Linked DNA regions of Mus musculus: region 1 is linked to region 2. The links are chromatin contacts, called in public promoter capture Hi-C maps. All regions are on one chromosome and are shown on one strand. The core of a region is the stretch at or near the end of the contact, and the rest is flanking DNA. Distances in the headings are between cores, read along the strand shown.

Evidence for each region. Promoter capture Hi-C pulls out the DNA fragments that hold promoters and counts their contacts.
Region 1: a contact with region 2 is called in a promoter capture Hi-C map of liver. The contact joins the enhancer-like site here to the promoter of Cradd in region 2. A contact is called at or near these places in 12 of 39 promoter capture datasets (cranial neural crest, embryonic stem cells, epiblast stem cells and 6 more), 10 of 484 Hi-C or Micro-C datasets (the C2C12 cell line, LSK cells, brain and 4 more), 4 of 115 datasets of contacts at active chromatin or transcription factors (the SCID.adh cell line, embryonic stem cells and liver) and 3 of 9 other capture datasets (adipose tissue, liver and pancreatic islet).

What each region holds. Positions count from the first base shown.
Region 1 is chr10:95,437,270-95,440,560 of GRCm38.p6, forward strand. No RefSeq gene overlaps it. Among named protein-coding and RNA genes, the nearest start is that of 5730420D15Rik, 22 kb to the left of the region's middle. Within about 2 kb of position 1,757, at least 22 of the 459 cell types and tissues checked have an H3K27ac peak or open chromatin away from gene starts, as enhancers often do. A contact at or near this core is called in the C2C12 cell line, the SCID.adh cell line, epiblast stem cells and 2 more, where this site is marked.
Region 2 is chr10:95,321,934-95,325,433 of GRCm38.p6, forward strand. It overlaps Cradd (CASP2 and RIPK1 domain containing adaptor with death domain), which reads right to left and starts at 1,776. Exons shown (of 3, transcript NM_001330138.1): 1 at 1,536-1,776; 2 at 653-956. The coding sequence starts at 950.

The DNA.
Region 1 (3,291 bases), core at 507-3,006, 120 kb after region 2:
AACCAAAAAACCCCCCAAAAAAAAAAAAAAAAAAGACATTGCGTCTTTATGCATGCAAAGATCATAATGGCACCACTGCTGTATATGATTAATACATATGTTAGGGTCCAGGAACCGCCTCACAAACCACGTGACTATGATCTCAGTCACACAGGGATAGTTAATTGAGCATACACCCCAGGACTGGTCAACCGGGGCCATGGTCCAGATCTTACAGGGTTTTTTAAGCCCAAATTCCACAAACATCTGTGCCAAGTTATTCCACCAATCAGCATTTAGGGATAGGGGTTTCCTTAGGAACATGTCTTAGTTGTGCATTAATCCCGCTCCCACTGACTGGGATATTCAACTGTGGCAGGGGACTTGCCTTGTCTAATATTCATGTTCTAACTTGTCTGTCAGGATGGAACTTGTCTAACATTCATGTCTGAACTTGCCAACCAGGATGTCAGTTACCCATGTACACATCTCTTTCTGCCAAATAGGATGTCAGTTCCCAGGGAGGTCTTGGGAACTTAAACTTGGGAACTTAGACCACTACTCAAAATGGAAGTCTTATTCCAAAACGTTTCTTCTTCTGGTACAGGTGTCTCTCTTATGTTGGGGTCCTTCCCAGGGGCAGCTTATACATAGGTGCAGGAAGGGCTCCTGGGTGGTTGGTCGGGTCCAAGCTTATTTGTAGGTAACTATACAAAACAGTTCTACTGACTTCTGTCGTGATTGGTTTTCAAGAGCACAGTACATAACAGAGTGTGAAGACCATCTTGGCATTAGAGTTTCCTAGTAACAGCAGAAACATGTGGGAAAGTTTCCTTACAATGGCAGGTTATTCAGGTATCAGTCACCTAGGCCTTAACACTTACCCAGGCCTTATTATTTCATTTAGGCCTTAATAGTTTACCTAGGTCCTAACACATACTTGTAAAAACAAAAACAAAACCTTTAAAAACAATTATTTGTAAAAGTGTGTGATGTGTTCTGCGCAGGGGCAGTTTGGTTCTGAGTGCTTTTAAGCTTCGGTTGGTTGAATCAGCTGATGTGAGCTGAAGGGCTGTCTATATTTTTAATCCTCCCCAACTCAGAAAAACCAGCTGCAGCTACAGCCACCTCTTCATTGAGCTCTTCCTCTGCTCTCACCTTAAATAGTTTTTTTTTTTTTTAAATTACATTGACTTTCTTTCTGTAGGGGACATGGGCTGTACACTCAAGTACCCTGGTGCCCATGTGGGGGCCAGAGGACAAGTTAGTGCTCTCCTTCCACCACATGGATTCCGGGATCCAACTCAGTCATCAGTCTTAGCAGAAGCACTTTTACCTACGGAGCCATCTTGCCAAAGCTCACTCACAGACTTTAAACCCCACCCCCACCCTGGAGCCTGTCCTCAATATAACACCTCTTCAAAACCTTCCTGAGAGCCTAGCTACAGACCTCCTGGAGTTTCTATGTGCCCTGTAAGTATTTGTGCGTCTAGTGTGGGTCTTAATGACACTGGGGATTTCCTATGACTTAACCCATGTTTTCCTATGATACATAGCACTTCACAGACAATGCCTTGCACAGACACATCTCTCAATAGACTTTGTAGGGTAAGCATCATATTTTAAAATCATTTGCAAGGCTAGGCAGGGACAGATTCTACCCTCCTGTCCCCAAAGCCTGGTGCAGAAAGAGGCCAAATCTCTGACTAGGAGGATGAGGGCAAAGGACTTGAGAAACACAACACAAACAGGCTGAGAGGCAGATGTCGCCAGGTTATCAGAGACATAGAAGGCCTGGGGTATTTTCGCTCTTTCCAACTGCTCCGTCCAATCAAGTTAAACAGTCCCAACGAGTAAATAAATGTGGCAAAGTTAAACAAATATTTTCTTGCAGCTGGATTGGCGCGCTCTCTGTGCGGGTTCACGTGGGGGAGAAGCAGAACGTTCTGATTAAATCAGCTATCGCCATCAAACGATTGTTTACAGATGGCCTGTCATAGGTCCTGTTGTTATCTCTCAAGTGAGAGTTCTTGGTATTGCTGAAAGGATTACTCTCAACAGGAAAACCCCAGGCTCCTTAACCTAATGTTCTCTCACCTTGTTATCAAGTGTGAAAACAACAACAGGTCAACCCTACACTCCTGCAGACTGCAGGGGAGAGGAAAGCAAGACCCTGCAGTCTGTAGGGATCCCTGTCCCACAGAGTGAGGTGTGCGTTGGACACTGAATTTCCTACTGCCCTCGTTTCTCGTGTGCTAAGTACGCAGCTTGCCAGAGGACTGCCGTGTCTTGCTTCCTGATTGGAAGAAAGATAATATTGCTCCCCTACGGTGTGGCAACCATGGTTCCTCCCACATGAGAAGGTCTTGGTGATCCTGTGAGATGCCACCCTCCTGGGATGCTTTGCTTACGTATCAACCATCCAGAGGGAGGGAGGGAGGGCAACCTTGGACAAAGGTGGACAGCTGATGGTGGGGATGGCATGGATCATATACATCAAACAGTAGCTGCTGAGTTAAACATGCTGACCCCACTCCTCCTCACCTCTCGATGAGGTAATACCCGTAGCATTTGCGTTTCGCATAAGAATGAAACTGGCCTAAGAGATCATTAATCACTTGCTCACACAGACATTCCAAGTGGCAAAGGTAACTTTCATACCCAAGCAGTCTGGCACCAAGGCAGAATTATACTATATTACCTAATGTCCCAAGAATTACTTAGTAGCTTAAGTGTACCCTATGTGCCAGCAGTGCGGCCAAGTTTTTTTTTTTTAATGTATTCATCTTTAATCTTCATAAAACCCATCTGATGAGTATCATCATCTTCCCGAAGCCTACGAAGATTGAGTAACTTGTTGGTGGTGAACAGCAGTGAGGGAAGGAAGCAGGTGTCCGGGCTGGGCAGTACATGCAGGCTTTTCTGCTCTTGCTGAAGGGCACAGTGAGCCCTGAGGACCCGATACACAGGACTATAGATGAGACTGAACGCAGATTTCTTCTCCCCACAGCAAATACCTAACAAGATGCCCAGAGTCTAGTTTACAGACTCTGGCATTTCCCCACCCAGCACCCCCTTCCTTCTGGAAAAAGCACCACCATTTTCTTTTAGGGAGTGTTGGAGTTTGTTAGTGGTCACTATCATAAATTCCAACCAATCAGTGACTCAAAACAACACAGATTTGGAATCTTACAGTTCTGGAACTCAGAAGTCCAAACAGGACCTCACTAGGCTAGCTTGAAAGGTCAACAGGTCTGTGCTAGTGTGGAGTGTCTTCCCTTTACCTCTTTAGCTTTTAGAAGCTTCCCGAAT
Region 2 (3,500 bases), core at 526-3,025:
TTTTTTTCCTGGAAAAAAATCAAAATAAGATCCGCCCCCCCCTCGCACCCCCAAATTACTGCCCTTGCAAAATAAAATTCCCCAGGTGTCTGCACAGAGCTGAATTTTAAAGGGCCACTTTACACCAACAGCCTTTAAAAACAAACTAAAGGCAGGCTTCAAAATAATCCCCTTGGCCTTGGAGGCTGGCTGTGGGGACAGGTGCAGGACATGCCTTCCTAGAGGCTGTCTCCCATGATCTGACCTCCTCCAGCTGGCAGCTTGGCACCCCACAAATCAGTTATCAGTAGGCCAAAGCCTGCATTCCCATCTGCGCTTTCCAAACGGTTCCTGTTGCCAAAGGGCTCAGATTGACCTGGCTCTCCGATGAGAACAAGCCTCCCATGTGACTTGCCAAGTTCCCCTGGAAGCATGTCTAAATTGTACTCTCAGTTCCCTCCTTAACCCCTCAGCCTCAGGGTTCATGTTCCCTTCCTTCCTCGAGTTTCCTAACACCGCCTCCTCGTCTTGACCCTCCGACGCCATGCCCTCTGCATCCAAACCGTTGCCCATGCTCGTGGCCCTGGTCCCTCCTAAAAGACCAAATTCCAATCCACTGGGCATGGTTGCAACACTTCCAGAGCTGTTTTGAGGGGATCTCTTTGGGGCCTACCTGTAGGCAGCTCGGCTGTGACTTCCTCTCTCGCCTTCTCCAGCTTCTCTCTTACCCAGGGAAATTCCTGGAGGGAATCGAGGAAGGTGTCAAAAGCTTTGGGGCCCCTGGAAGGCAGGATGTCCAGCAACAGCATTGTCTTCCGGAGGCCTGTGGTTTGAGCTTTGATTTCTTGAATGTGGTTTTCTGTCAAAATTCCTTCCTGGTAAAGGTACTGAAGAACCAGTCCTTCCACCAGTACCTCGGCACCCAGCTCCAGACGCAGGGAGCGGAGTACCTGCTTGTCTCTGGCTTCCATTTCTTCCTGGAAAGAGCCAAAATGAGCACCTAGGTTTCAGGAATGCTGATGGACACCCCCCCCCCCAAAGTCAGTGTATTGCTGCAAACTCATTAATGAGCACCTCAAAAATCAGTCAGGTCTTTATATCTTAAGAGGCTGCTGAGCCACGGTGTTTCCTAAGCGGCTGTTAAGCCAAACCACGGATATTTCAAACACTTCCCGGCATAATGAACGACACTCATTATGGATGTTTCTACCTCTGCTTCTCACGATAATGGGGCCCTATTTCAATTCCTTGTGCAGTAAGAGAGCCAACAGAAAACAGATCTGATCCCTTACTTAAAATGCAATCCCTAAGGATTACAGATTTATTAATCTATTTATATTATTATATAAAATTAAATGCTAGAAAATAGTGGATTTCAATATTGCTTTGCCAGAGTTAGTCCAGCACCCACGCTTTAGAAACTGCTAAAAAGCACCAGGGACATTTATTTATAGACCCTGACCAGCAATAGAAGACAGTCCGGAGGAAAGAAGTTTATAGAGCATTCAAAGAAAGGACAAGCACCCTCAAGAAAATGAGTGTTTGTGTGCCTTTACCGATAAGCCTCACAAGAATTCGGAATGTGGGTCGCAGTAGGGCCGTGAGCACGCATGCATGGGACACTGAATGAGCTCAGGTCGCTAGTGTGCTGCGGGGTGGCTTGCGGTGGCAATGAAGGCAAGGGGAGCAAGGGTGGCGGGCGGGGCTTCTGCCACCCTCAGCCCACACAAGCGGGACGTCGGATCCCAGCCTTGCTCGCGATCTTCCGCCAAATCGGGAGGTGGCAGGTGAGGAGGGCGTGGGTGACCGTTTTGTTTTGTTTTGTTTTGGCAGCGTGTTTCCATTTGGAACTTGTAAAAAGTTCCCTGTCTCGGCAGCTGAAAGCCGTGGTTGTGGCACAGTTAGAGCTACCGACGATTTTCACGGTAAATGAAGCCGCAGACTGTCCTCTCGGAGGAAACCGACCCCCGGCACCGCCACCCGAACCCCGGTCCAGCCCCCGGGAGAGCCGCGCAGGGGCGATGTCGCCACGGCGCGGGGACAGCGAGAGAAGATGGAGTCATCTTACTTACGTCTGCGACCACGTACCGTTTAAAAAAAAAAAAAAAAAGAATAACTAAAACTACAACCGGAATCCAGACTGCTAGGGAACCTGTACCATAAAGACCATCTTTGTTGAGGGCAAAAGTCCTAGACAGGAAGTATTGCGACCATCTTTGTTAAAGGCAAGAGCAGGAAGTGCTGTAGCCATCTTTGTTGAGGGCGCAAGACGTCAGGTTGAAGTTTGTTCCGCCATGTTTGCTGTGGGAAAAGAGGCACACTCTCCTACATTAAAAAAGAGAGAGAGTGGTTTAAAAACTCTAAGGCAGTAGTTCTCAATCTTCCTAATGCTTTGACCTTGTAATATGGTGTCCCCCAACCATAAAATTATTTTTGTTGCTACTTCATAACTAATTTTGCTATGTTATAAATCCTAGTGTAAACATCTGTGTTTTCTGATAAGTCTTACACTGCCACTGTGAAAGGGTTGTTACAGAGCCACAGGTTGAGAACAGGTGATCTACGTTATCTAAGTGAAAGAGTAAATGAATTGTTGAATCTTAACAGAAAAAACTCCATGAGAGCCTGACTATAATAAGCTAGTCAAAAGTTAATCTAGCAGTTAAGCCCTGAGTTCAACTCCCAGTAATATACACCTACATGCACAAATTACTTCATAAAATAAAACAATTAATAAACTCATTAATTAGTTGGGTGACATGTAACAAAAAGGATGTGTGTGCTAAAAAAATTTTTTGACAATAGAAAAAGAATATTTCTACCAGTACCTCCAGTTGAAAATAAAATATCTATAAACATATCAGTAGACACTTATAAATCTCCTTCCTCAACACCTTTCAACTGTATGTGCAAACTTACAATGCTAATATACTCCAGGGTTTCTATGCAGGCACTAGCTGTCTTACTGACAGTGTTTTTATGTAAGTGGTAGGAATTCTTTTTAGCATTTCAAATCATTGCAGTCTAGAGAAGCAGGAAAGTCAATTGTATCATCCAAAATCTCACAGCCAATACAGAGTAAAACCTAAATTCTAACCAAGTCCCTCTGATCTCCTGCTCTTTCCAGTACACCACACAACCATGTATGATTGACTCTATTCTTCTAATGGCAGTCAAAATATTGCTAGTGAATCACCCAACTGTCACCTCCTTGCACAAGCTTGAGCTACACAGAGGGTCCTTCATTATCTTTAGCTCTAGAATCATTGGTCTTTAAAAAAAGGAAAACAATAAAAGGTGAATAACTGTCAACAACAGCTTCGGTGATCATCCAAATGAGTATAGAGATAAATCTCTTGTGCACTGTATAAAAACATTGACCTGTCAATAAAAAGCTGATTGGCCAATGAGCTTAGGCATGAAGTTAAAAGGTGGGACATCCAGCAGAGAGAGAGAGAGAGAGAGAGAGAGAGAGAGAATATGTTGGGACAGAGACAGGTGAGAGAATGACCCCAGAATGC